Regions from separate parts of the Canis lupus genome. Here all the other regions are linked to region 1. Evidence: chromatin contacts called from public Hi-C data. All regions are on one chromosome and are shown on one strand. The core of a region is the stretch at or near the end of the contact, and the rest is flanking DNA. Distances in the headings are between cores, read along the strand shown. Region 1 overlaps SAE1 (SUMO-activating enzyme subunit 1). Region 2 overlaps ZC3H4 (zinc finger CCCH domain-containing protein 4). Region 3 holds the start of CCDC9 (coiled-coil domain-containing protein 9).

Region 1 (4,399 bases), core at 384-2,883:
CTCTGCGTCTCTCATGAATAAATAAAATCTTAAATAAATAAATAAACAGAAAAGTCCACACTTTCTTCTTCTAATAAATTTCTAACTGCAAATAACATAATTATCAGTGGTAAGAATTTACCAAGTATCTACTATGTTCCCAATTTTAAGCATCTGAAAACAATAGTAGTTTAAAGGGTATAGTCCCTGCCTACAACTGGTTTAAAATCAGATCAGTGAAGGACACCTGGATGGCTCAGTCTAGAGTGTATGGCTCTTGATCTTGGGGTTGTTTTTTTGTTTTTTTGTTTTTGTTTTTTTTTATGATAGTCACACAGAGAGAGAGAGACATAGGCAGAGAGAGAAGCAGGCTCCATGCACCGGGAACCCGACATGGGATTCGATCCCAGGTCTCCAAGATCGCGCCTTGGGCCAAAGGCAGGCGCTAAACCGGTGCACAACCCAGGGATCCCCTTGATCTTGGGGTTGTGAGTTTAAGCCTCAAGTTGGGTGTATAGAGATTACTAAAAAAAATAAACTTTAAAGATAAGTGAAGGGCAGCCCCAGTGGCTTAGTGGTTTAGCGCCACCTTCAGCCCAAGATATGATCCCAGAGACCTGGGATTGAGTCCCACATCGGGCTCCCTGCATGGAGCCTGTTTCTCCCTCTGCCTGTGTCTGTGCCTCTCTTTCTCTCTGTCTCAAATAAATAAATAAATAAATAAATAAAATCTTAAAAGAAAAAAAAAAAAAAGGAACACCTGAAATTGGGACACCTGCCTTTGGCTCAGGGTGTGATCCTGGGATCCCGGATCAAGTCCCACATCAGGCTCCTTGCATGGCACCTGCTTCATCCTCTGCCTAGGTCTCTGCCTCTCTCTCTCTCTCTTTCTGTGTTTCTCATGAATAAATAAATAAATAAAATCTTTAAAAAATGCCTAAAATTAACTCTTAAATTCAATTAAAATTCACAAAGGAGAGATGAGTGGGACTGGAGCAAAGAGAGGATTTCACCTAAATACAAGGCTGATGTCAGCAGAGGAAAGCCTCTAAGACAGAATAAAATCATCTGACAGCTGCCAGTAGGCTTACAGATTCCATTCTGTTCATAGAGCACTTCTTCACACATCAAACATCTAATTTAACCATTAATCTTCAGTATGACCTTGCTACCTTCACCAAGACTGAGTTCAACACAAGTAATCTCCCTCCTCTCCTCCAGGCAACTACCCACAGCACATTCTTTCCCTTACTACCTTTCTTTTTTTTTTTTTTTTTTTTTTTTTTTTTTCCTTACTACCTTTCCTCCAAGAAAATTAGCCTGTCTTCCTCCTATTCAAGGCCAGCCCTCTAATAGTATCCTTGACCCATCCTGTCCTGCTTCTTCAGGGATCTCATTACATACTGAGAGACTATACTTCATAGTGCTTAAGAGTAAGGCTCTGGAATAATTTAGGTTGGATTCAAATCTTGGATTCAAATCCTGGCTGAACCACTTACTTAACTGTGCGACCTTGACCAAATATATAGGAATCACAAACAAAGTGAGGAGGTTAATAAAAACAGTACACTTACTAATCACTCTATTAGTGCTGCTCTGCTCTTCCCTCACTGAACACCCAGTCTCTACGTGGACTCTTGGGTGTGGTATCCCCAGGATTCTCAGAATCACTTCTCTTTTTGCTCTGCATAGCCCCATAAACTCACTACTTTTAGTTTCTGCTGGTACTTCTCAAATTGTTCCTATTTGTACAGATTGCTTCCTGATCTATCGGAGTCTTTTTTTCTTTTAAGATTTTTTGTTTTTGTTTTGTTTTTGTTTTCAAAGATTTTATTTATTTATTCATAGAAACAGAGAGGGGCAGAGGCACAGGCAGAGGGAGAAGCAGGCTCCATGCAGGGAGCCTGACGTGGGACTCGATCCAGGGTCCCCAGGATCACACCCCAGGCTGCAGGCGGCACTGAACCGCTGTGCCACCAGGGCTGCCGTGATCTATCAGAGTCTTATATTAAACTGCCCACCAGATTATTTTCTCCTGGGTCTTCATATTCGACTTTTTTTTTTTTTTTTTTAATCTATTGATGAGCCTACCAACCACCCATCCAATCACCGGAGTGAGAAACCTCAGTCTTTATATCCTTGTTATTTCCTTGATAGCAGCCACCTGCTGGGGTGGCTAAGCTCATGGACTTTTACCAAGAGACAATCCCTGGGTCCTGGTCATACCAACTACTGCGACCTTGGATGGGCCAGCAAGTCAATTCCCTTTCCTCAGTTTTCTTATCTGTAAGATAGGGATGACAATCCTTACATCTCAGAGTTGTTGTGAGGACTAAATGAAACGCAACTACAACTCTTAGAACAGTGTCCAGGACCTTCAGGAACTATCTGCTGCTACAATGATTCCTTGCTTTCCCTATGCTCCTGTATATAATACTACTGATTCTACCACTTAGTATTTGTCATCTCTGTGTGCTTCTTGCCTCTTCTACCACCAGTGCTATTACTTAGACCCTTTTCATCTCTCAGCTAAACTATTAAAGCAGCCATCTAAGTGGTCTTCTGCTCTGTATCTTGGGCAATCATATACAGTAACTAGTGAGCTACAGAAAGCCTGAAATGGACCAGGTCACCCACCCCAGATTTGAAACTCTAATGAATTCTGACCACCTAGAAGATTGAGTACAAGCTTACAGTAAGGCTTACTAGCAGGGGTTCATGATTTTGACCTTACCTGCAACCTGCTTCCACCCCCCACCACTCTGGGCTTCCCATTCTAAAAACACCAAATAGCACTGCTTGCTATATTCTATTTCTACCATGCTGTTCTATGACACTGCTAAGTTTCCTGCCTAAAATACAACCCCTCAACTTGAGAAATTTCTACTTTTTCTTTAAGTCTCAGCCAAGATCACAGCTCCAGGAAGCCTTTCGTGTCCCCCTACCACAACCTGAGTTAGGTAGCTGCTCTGGTTTCTGAAAAAACCTTGAGAATGGGAACCAAATCTTGTGCATCTTTGTATCACGAGTTATCTAGATGGGGCAGCCAGCAAGTACTCTAGGATATTTGATGTAAACAAAATGAAACACTCTGAAGAATTAACATCCTTGTTTTATAGATGAACAAAGAGGGTTGGCTGCCTGGCTGGTTCTATTCAATTGGTAGAGCATGCAACTTTTAATCCCAGTATTTTGAGTTTGAGCCCCACACTGGGTGTAGAGGTTACTAAAAAATAATAATAATAATAAGGAAAAAAAAAAAAAGATGAGAAAACTGAATCTCTGAGAGATTAAGTCTCTTGCCCAGCTTGAAGAGGTAGGATTTGAGTCCAAGTATGCAAAATTCCAGAGCTTTTGCACCAAGTGGCACAGTCTCCCTACGATGTTCCTAGTCAGGGAAAGAAAGCACAAGCAAACTGTGAAAGGTAGACCAACCAAAGAGTGTCCATGAATTTATGAAGTGGGAGTCAGGCTGATTAAGGTGACTAGGCCCAGGTTACATGAAGCCAGTGGTTCTCAACCCTCCTTGACTTTTACTCTATTTTTTAAAGATTTTTTTACTTATTCATGAGAGACAATAGAGAGGCAGAGACATAGGCAGAGGGAGAAGCAGGCTCCCTGCAGGGAACCCAATGTGGGACTCATTTCCAGGACTCCAGGATCACGACCTGAGCCGAAGGCAGACGCTCAAACCACTGAGCCACCCAGGTGCCCCTCTCTCTCACTTTTAGACTCACCTGGAGAGCTTTTTAACAACTCTCTCAAATATTCAAAGGACAGAGGGGATTGAGAACCACTCAGAGGAGTTAGGCTTTGCAGTGGAAAATAGGTAAGATACTGTAAGTCCTCAAAGTGAAGAGGGAAGGAATAACAGTCCGCCTGTGCACTCCACAACTGGGTGGCACCCATCACTGTCCTGACGCAAGGACAGAACCCCCATCACACACGCCTCAGTATTCTATCATTGTTTCCCATTCTCAGACTCTCCCAACCAGACGAAGAAGTCATCATCCCCACCTGATTTCATTTTCCCACACTGAGAGCCTTGACGTTGAGGAACCACCCTTCCCTATCTCTCTGCTCTAACCTCTACAGTACAAACAAATTCTCCCTCCAAATACCTCTAGGGGGCACTGTGGTTGGGGAGATGTCAAAAACTGAAAGTGCTCAGCCAGTTAATAATATGGCAGCTTGCTTGCAGGAATTTTCTTTCCTTAGGTTTTGAATTCAAGTCAAAAATCAATTTGTGGGCAGCCCTGGTGGCTCAGCGGTTTAGCGCCGCCTTCAGCCCAGGGTGGGATCCTGGAGACCCGGGATCGAGTCCCATGTCAGGCTCCCTGCATGGAGTGGAGCCTGCTTCTCCCTCTGCCTGTGTCTCTGCCTCTCTCTCTCTCTCTGTCTTTCATGCATAAATAAATAA
Region 2 (3,954 bases), core at 1,001-3,500, 64 kb after region 1:
TTGGGTTTAGCTTTTCTGGTGGAAATGTTGTTTTATTTTACTTTATTTGGCAGGTTAGGGGGGCATAGTTTTTTTGTGTTTTTTTTTTTTTAATTTTTATTTATTATTTATGATAGTCACACAGAGAGAGAGAGAGAGGCAGAGACACAGGCAGAGGGAGAAGCAGGCTCTATGCACCGGGAGCCCGACGTGGGACTCGATCCCGGGTCTCCAGGATCGGCCCTGGGCCAAAGGCAGGCGCCAAACCGCTGCGCCACCCAGGGATCCCCTGTGGTTTTTTTTTTTAAGATTTTATTTATTTATTCATGAGAAAGAAAGGCAGAGACACAGGCAAAGGGAGAAGCAGGCTCCATGCAGGGAGCCCAATGTGGGACTCGATCCCTTGTCTCCAGGATCAGGCCCTGGGCTGAAGGCATGTTAAACTGCTGAGCCACTGGGGCTGCCCCTGGGGGCATGGTTTTAATGTGTTTTACATGTCACTGCCTTGGCCTCAAATGCGAGTCAGCCTCTGCTTTTGCAGCAACACAGGTGGCCCAGGGTAGGAGATAGTAAGGGAAAGAGAGAGGAGTACAGGATTCTGGTCTGGGTGGGTCCTGAGTTTGGGGTCTGAGGGAGGGGCAAGGAAGTGAAATCCTGGACTGGGGAGTGTCCTCCAGCTGGACAGTAGGATGTGAGAATCTTGCTGCAAGGGGGTGGGAGATGAAGCCCCAGTTGCTGAGAAGCTGAAGTCCTGTGTGTGGGCTCTTAAGAGCTTGAGGGGAGGCCCACTCACTGGGGAGCAGCAGCACTGCTTAACCACTGGGTGAGAGCTCCAGTTCTTTCTGTTAATCGTGAATTAAGTGCCCAGTGTGTGCTGAGCGCTGTGCTGGGGGGGCAAACAGTAGCAAAGAAGTCATAGTATCCTTACCATCCAGAGCTTTTGAGTCTAATGGAGAAAGAGATGTTGGCCAGGTATTTCCATCTGTTAGGTGGTACTGAGAAAAGCATCCTGTTTACGGCAGGCAAACCTGGTCTCTGAAGGCTATCAGAAGCAGGTGTCAGGAGGCCACCTGAAGAAAGAGCCACCCTAGGGTAGAAAAGGCAGCATTGCAAGGAGGGATTGAGTGGGGCATTCTGGCTGTGAGCTTGGGAGGCGAAGGGAGCGTGGCCCTTTCAGTGGCCAGAGCCTGCCGCCCCCTCCACAGCAGGGGAGGAGGTTGTGGCCAACGTTGTTCCTGTTTAATGAGGTATAACCTTGTTAGGTTTTGCCTTCTACCTGAGGGCATCAAGTTGCCATTGACAGAAGGATCTAGTGGTGCAGAGGTGTGGCCATCTTTTTGATTGATGTTTGCTCTCTCAGCGTGCAGAGAATGGTGGGAGGGAGAGGGAAACTAGAGACTAGGTGGGAGGCTGGGGTGCAGAGTCCCAGCCAGAGGCTATAAGGGGTCCAAGACAGAGGGTGAGGGTGTGGAGGGCAGAGGTAAGCCACTCAGGTGGGAGGTCCAGGCAGTAGCTTGGGAACTGTGGGAGTGGGACCCTGATCCTGGTTTGAGGTTTAGGAAATAGAGGGTCCATCATTCACAAGAACCTAGCTTGTGGGTCATCTCCTGGTGGAGGAGGAGAAGCCAGGTGGAATGAAGTGTGATGGGGTCAAACTCATACCTGCAGCTCTGTACATAGATGGGTCTGGGAGCCTCTGCTCAGAGCGGGCAGGGCAGTAACTGAAGGTATGACAGTGGACGGGGCTTCGGGGAGGCGGAGGCAGGGTGCTGTGCAGGGGAGACCCTCAGGGGAACACCAAATAGCCTAGCCAGGCTAGCCAAAGCCTTGATTCTTTGTGCCCCCCAGGTGCCCCCCACCCTCTCACCTTTTCCATCCTCTGCTGTCCTGATGTTAAGCAACCACTGTTCTCAGGAGTCTGGGGAAGGCAGGAGGGGAGATACATGTGTTTTCCTTGCTTATTGATCCAGTGCATGTGCTACAGTGCCTAACTTCTGCTGGGCACTGTCCCGGGTTGTGGGGATGCAGTAACAAGATGAAGTCAGTCATCGGGCAGATCCTGATAGAGCACTAGGATCGAGGCACTGGAGGGAACGTATAGGGAGCCCAGAGGCTCCCTGACAGGTTGACATTCAGAGGCTTGGTGAGAGGAGGTGACACCTTGCCAGCCCCTAGGGTGAGTGACAGGAAGTAAAGAGTAAGAGAGGCATGTGCTAAGCATCTGCAGCAGCTGCACACACATAGTTGAGCCAGAAGAGGCCAAGGGGCCCGCTCACTGGGCAGGAAGTGAGCAGTGTGTGGAGGCAGTGAAGCACATGGAGTCTACCCCTGCCTGGCTCACCACTGAGAGCAGTGCTGAAAGACACTGCTGGTTCTGGGCAGTGTGTCCTGAGTTACCCTAGGCAGGTGTTAAAAGTGTGGTTCCAGTTCAGTAGGTCCCTCTGCATTGCTGGTTCACACTCAGATCACACCTTGGGGCAGTAGGGCTCTAAGAGACACATGTTTTCTATTGATCGATTGTCTTAAGTATTCTGGCTCCCTTGGAGCCAGATTCCTCCTGGGCCCTGCTGTCCCTGTGTGTAGACTATTCTGACAGCAAGGAGAGAGAAAAGCCGAGAAGGACCTGACACCCACCTGAAGGCCCTGCTCCCACCACCCACACTCCCACCCGCCCTGGGTGGAGGAGCAGGGCTGGTTGTCTTGGGTTATGCTGAGGGTGAGGTGCTGGAGGCGGAACATCTCTGAGCCCCATGTTAGGGTGCACTAAGGCATCTGTGCTGAGGTCCCTAAGATGACCCAAGCACAGGTTCGATGACTTAATGAGGGGGGCTCCCAGGACCAAGTATACAGCCACAGTGGGGAAAGGCTGGAGAAACCAGGCACCATCTTAATAGAGTCCTTGCTGCATGCAGTCATGAGGGCCGTGCTTAACTCCTCAGGTTATGGCAGCACTTGTGGAATGTTCTTGAATGCAGATGCGTGATGGAGGTTTGGTCAGTGCCCAGGGTGTGTTTCTGTGTTTCAGAAAGCACATTGTATAAACAGTTGAGAGACAGCACCTGTTACTAGTCAGGGAATACTTGGGGGGACTTCCTGCCCTGAAATCCAGCTTCCCAGACACCAGCCACAGACCAAGGTTGCAAGCAGTCCTAAGAAAAGCAGTCAAAACTGCTGTGTTTTCTCTGCATTGGATCGTGATTGGTGAGACATTCTGCTCCAGGAGTTCCATCTACCCTGTCTCGTGCTCTGTGCTAGGCCCCAGGCACAAAATAGTCCTGCCCTTGTACAGTTGACAGCTGTTGTGTGAGCCAGGAGTAAACTGGAACACAGCTACGCATAAAATCCTACAGAGCTGGTGCACTACTTTGAAGGGTGCTGATAGAATCCCAGCAGTGAACATAGAAGACCAGGACAGTCACTCTAAGGTGATCTAGAGTTAGAGACCCCAATATTGGAGCTGCATGAAGGAAGTGAAGCCACAGAGGTGTGGCACTGTCCTCTCCAGACACCTAGCCCTGCGGTCAGGCTCTGTGGATCATGGTAAGGATTTGGAGTCTGACTATAAGAGTATAGTGAGAAACCCCTTAAAATCCAAAGAGGACACTGGCTTATTAGCCATCAAGTAGGTAACTCGCTACAGCACGGATAAACCTGGCAAGCATGCCACGTGAAAGAAGCCAATCACAGAAGACCACACAGTGTATGATTCTGTTTATACGACCTGTCTGGAATAAGCAGATTGTAGAGTGGCAAGCAGAGTAGTGATTGCCAGGGCCTGGAGGAGGGGGAAGGGGAATGACTACTAATAGGTGTGGGGCCTTCTTTTGGGGTGATGGGAAAAGAAAGTTCTGGAACCAGGTAGAGGTGGTAGTTGTACAACCTCATGACTGCTTAATGCTGTTGAATTATGCAATTCCAAAGGAGGAAAACCAGTACCTTTTAGGTTTTGTATGTTTTGCTGCAAACAGGACTGGC
Region 3 (4,011 bases), core at 968-3,467, 100 kb before region 1:
GTTTTTATCCTGAAAGTGATGGGGAGCCATGAAAAGGTTTGAAGGAAGGGAGAGGTGAGCGAAACTCACTGCGGGGAGGAGAGGGGATGGGGTCTCCCAGGGCGGGGCTAGGGCACCTGGTAGCGCCGGATGAGGGCCTCATTCTTTCGCCGAAGAGCCTCGATCCTCTTGTCCAACTCAGCATCTTTCTCCTCCTTCGATTTCAGATCCAGTGTGGCTGACTGAGAGGAGGAGACAGTTGAGAGACAGTAAGAAAAACCTACACCCACTCCGGCCCCATTCGATCCAGGATCTGAATCTTGGGTCCCCTCCTCACAAGCCCCGGAACCCAAAGCTCAGATTCCAGAAACCCCACTTTCCATCTCACCATTCCGCTGGCTAGGTGGGGCCAGGGTCCCAGCAAACTTCCCCTGCACAATCTGGACACAGCACAGGGGGTTCCTGAGGGCAGAGGGAACAGAAAGAACTAAGGCCAATGCCTCCTTAGTCGGCTTCCATCTCACCCTTACTGGGGACTCCTCTCAAAAACATTTGCACATAAACACCACCACCCGCATCCCAGAGAATTCTAGCCCTCACTCCCACCGCCTTTTCTTGTACTACCTCAGCCCTGACCTGGAGAAATGTACACTCCGCCATTTGTACCCACCCATTCCCCACTTCAACACTAGTCACGCCCACCTTGGGAAAGTTCTGGTCCCACCCTACCGCTTAAGGAAACATCCAACACTGCTCCCTTCCAAAGGAAGATTCTATCTAGTTCAGCCTCCACACCCCAGTGCTGGGAGTTTCAACCCAGGGCCTCCATCTCCAGAGAGCTTCAGATACATCCTCTCATCCCCAGTCTGTACAAGAAGATTCTAGGCCCACGTTCCTGGGTCCACTCTGGTCCCGCTCCATCCCCGAGAACATTCTAAATCCACCTTTTTCCCAGGAATGTTTCAGAATCGTCCATAACTCCACCCTCAAAATACGTTCGAACCCTACGCCTACAGGTTGCCCTGACCCTGGGAGAACCCTTTAAGCCCACACCTCCCTCTGGGATGTCCTAGTCCCGCCCCCAACATCCCGAAGAAGGTGCCGCTGCCTCCGCAACAACCCCGCAAAGGAAACTGGCCCAGTACTCACTAGAGAGGCTTCCTGGGCCTGGCTCAACCACCCCACAGAACTTCCCGGCCGGCGCGCGCCTTTGCAGGGAGAAGCTCCAGCCTCCACCCTGTCGGAAAGGCCACGGCCCCAGCCCCCGCCGGGACCAACTTTGCGGCCCCGCCTTTCCCACTAGGCCTCTAACCCCGCCCACAGGCGCATCCAGAGTCAGGCCCCGCTTCAGACTTTCCCAGCCAGCCCCTCGGCCCCGCCCCCTCGCCCCAGGCAGAAGCCTGAACCCGCCCCCCGCTCCTCGCGCTAGTCCGTCGGCCCCGCCTCCGCTTTGCCCAGCCCAGCTCCCAGCCCCGCCCCCTGCCTCCCAGCCCCGCCCCCTCGCGGCAGGCTATGGCCCCGCCCCCGGCGCCCCTGGCCGAGGTCCTGGCTCCCGCGCCAGCTTCTGCGCCGACACTCTGACCGCGCCCCTGGCTCCCGCAAAACTTTCTGGCACCACCCCCCAGCATTCCCCGCCGACAGCCCTGGCCCCGCCCCTGCCACCCACAACTTCTGAGTCTAGCCTCCGCCTTCGCGTCTGCCTCGGCAGTCAGGGCCGACCACCAGGGCCCACTTCCAGCTCGGGCAAAACTTTCTGGCCCCGCCTCCAGCACGTTCAGCCAGCGCCCCGGCCCCGCCCCCTAGCTCTCCCGGCGGCATTGGTCCCCGCCCCGCCTCCCTGTGCCCACCCACGCCCCCGCCCCGCCCACAGCCCGGCCCGCCAGCGCCCGGCCCACCCGCCGCCGTCCCGCCCCGCCAGCGCGCCCCCAGCCTCCCATGTGGGCGTCCCGTCCCCGCCCCCCGCAGAGTACTCTGGCCCCGCCCCCGCGGCCTGCTCGCGGACCCGCCCGCGCCCGCGCCCGTTCCCCTCACGTGGGGCGCCAGGCCCCGCCCTCTCCGGGCGCGCTCCCGGCCCCCTCCCCCGGTCACCTGTCCCGGAGACCCCGCGGCGTCCGCGACTCCGGCTCCGTCGGCCTCCGCGTCCGCAGCTCCCGGGCCGCGCGCGTCACTTCCCGTCCGCACCACGTGAAGGGGGGAACTAAAGAGAGTCACTTCCGGTCCTGCCGACCCGTTTCCGGGAGCCTTAAAGGCGCCGCGCCCCCGCGGGTGCGGGCGGCGTGTGTCTAGGTGGTCCTCGAGAGTGTTCTGGAAGCTTGCTCCACTTGGTTTGGCCTAGATTACCTCCTTGCGGGGAAAAGAGACACTATCCTCTCCCTGGCCTCTACAGGCTCCCTCTTCCTTCCCATAAATAGGTTCTGGGCCCTGGGCAATGACTCCTGGAAGCCTCACCTGCCAGACTTGTGCTGGGGTGGGCTGGGGGGAGCCCCTCACCCTCCTGCAATGAAACCTTAGTTGTAGAAGCTTAAAATTTCCAACCGTTAGAATCTTTCCTTCATTCCGCAAATCTGCATTGAGTGCCAAGCTTAGGGGAGGTGAAGTGCCTGGGGGGAGGAGGGGAGTCAAGGCGATGCACAAGGCAGACCCCATCCCTTCCCTCAGGAGGGGAGGCACAATTACATGTGAAATAACAGAAATAGAAATGTGGGAGCTACCTTGCAGAGGGGTAGAAGGAGAGGCCTCAGGGTGAGAGGCAGGGGCTGCCCAGAGCGCACACAGCCTGTGCAAAGGCCCTGTGGTGAGTGAGCTTAGTGCATTCCAGGAACTGGAAAAAGCTCAGAGAGGAAGCCACTGGATTTGGCTACAGAAGGCAGGGGGATTACTTGCATTAACCAAAAATTCGTTGCGATGAACCTGTCGTCACAATTGATAAAAAGTGGGATCCCTGGGTGGCGCAGCGGTTTGGCGCCTGCCTTTGGCCCAGGGCGCGATCCTGGAGACCCGGGATCGAATCCCACATCAGGCTCCTGGTGCATGGAGCCTGCTTCTCCCTCTGCCTGTGTCTCTGCCTCTCTCTCACTGCGTGCCTACCATAAATAAATTAATTAATTAATTAATTAATTAAAAAAACAAAACAATTGATAAAAAGTTGGGGATCCCTGGGTGGCTCAGTGGTCTGGCGCCTGCGGTGGCCCCAGGGCATGATCCTGGAATCCCGAGATCAGGTCCCGTGTCAGGCTCCCTGCATGAAAACTGCTTCTCCTTCTGCCTGTGTCTCTGCCTCTCTCTCTCTGTCTCTTTTGAATAAATAAATAAAATCTTAAAAAAAACAATTGATAAAAAGTTTTGACAATTATAAGTGTGGGCAGACAAGATTCCCTGAGGTTGCTGGTCATTTTATCTTGTCATTTAAAACTGGCAAAGTAGGGATCCCTGGGTGGCGCAGCGGTTTGGCACCTGCCTTTGGCCCAGGGCACGATCCTGGAGACCCGGGATCGAATCCCACATCGGGCTCCCGGTGCATGGAGCCTGCTTCTCCCTCTGTCTGTGTCTCTGCCTCTCTCTCTCTCTCTCTCTCTCTGTGTGACTATCATAAATAAATAAAAATTAAAAAAAAAATCTTAAAAAAATAAATAAATAAATAAATAAAACTGGCAAAGTGGAAGTACCTACTAATCCCTCATTCCTTATAAGGTTACTGTATATATATATATATATATATATATATATATATATATATATATAGTTACTGTTAACAGCCTTTCAAAGAAGCTCTCTGCATATATAACTGAATTTCTTGGGATCCCTGGGTGGTGCAGGGGTTTAGCGCCTGCCTTTGGTCCAGGGCGTGATCCTGGAGACCCGGGATCAAATCCCACGTCAGGCTCCCAGTGCATGGAGCCTGCTTCTCCCTCTGCCTGTGTCTCTGCCTCTCTCTCTCTCTCTCTCTCTCTCTGTGTGTGTGTGACTATCATAAATAAATAAGTAAAAAATAACTGAATTTCTTATGACTCCCCAAATACCTGCCAAGTTCAC

The links. A called contact is a pair of places that touch in the nucleus more often than the background predicts.
Region 2: a Hi-C map of blood shows a contact between it and region 1, with 2.3 times the contacts expected there. The contact joins two enhancer-like sites. A contact is called at or near these places in 6 of 9 Hi-C or Micro-C datasets (amygdala, blood and skin fibroblasts).
Region 3: a contact with region 1 is called in a Hi-C map of blood, with 3 times the contacts expected there. The contact joins the promoter of CCDC9 here to the enhancer-like site in region 1. A contact is called at or near these places in 6 of 9 Hi-C or Micro-C datasets (amygdala, blood, liver and 1 more).

Annotation. Positions count from the first base shown.
Region 1 is chr1:109,526,743-109,531,141 of UU_Cfam_GSD_1.0, forward strand. The region is part of intron 4 of SAE1 (SUMO-activating enzyme subunit 1); the gene reads right to left. Among named protein-coding and RNA genes, the nearest start is that of ZC3H4, 29 kb to the right of the region's middle. Within about 2 kb of position 1,634, at least 3 of the 20 cell types and tissues checked have an H3K27ac peak or open chromatin away from gene starts, as enhancers often do. A contact at or near this core is called in blood, where this site is marked.
Region 2 is chr1:109,590,426-109,594,379 of UU_Cfam_GSD_1.0, forward strand. The region is part of intron 10 of ZC3H4 (zinc finger CCCH domain-containing protein 4); the gene reads left to right. Among named protein-coding and RNA genes, the nearest start is that of SAE1, 22 kb to the left of the region's middle. Within about 2 kb of position 2,251, at least 2 of the 20 cell types and tissues checked have an H3K27ac peak or open chromatin away from gene starts, as enhancers often do. A contact at or near this core is called in blood, where this site is marked.
Region 3 is chr1:109,422,872-109,426,882 of UU_Cfam_GSD_1.0, forward strand. It overlaps CCDC9 (coiled-coil domain-containing protein 9), which reads right to left and starts at 2,218. Exons shown (of 15, transcript XM_038528460.1): 1 at 2,068-2,218; 2 at 368-441; 3 at 117-221. The coding sequence starts at 370.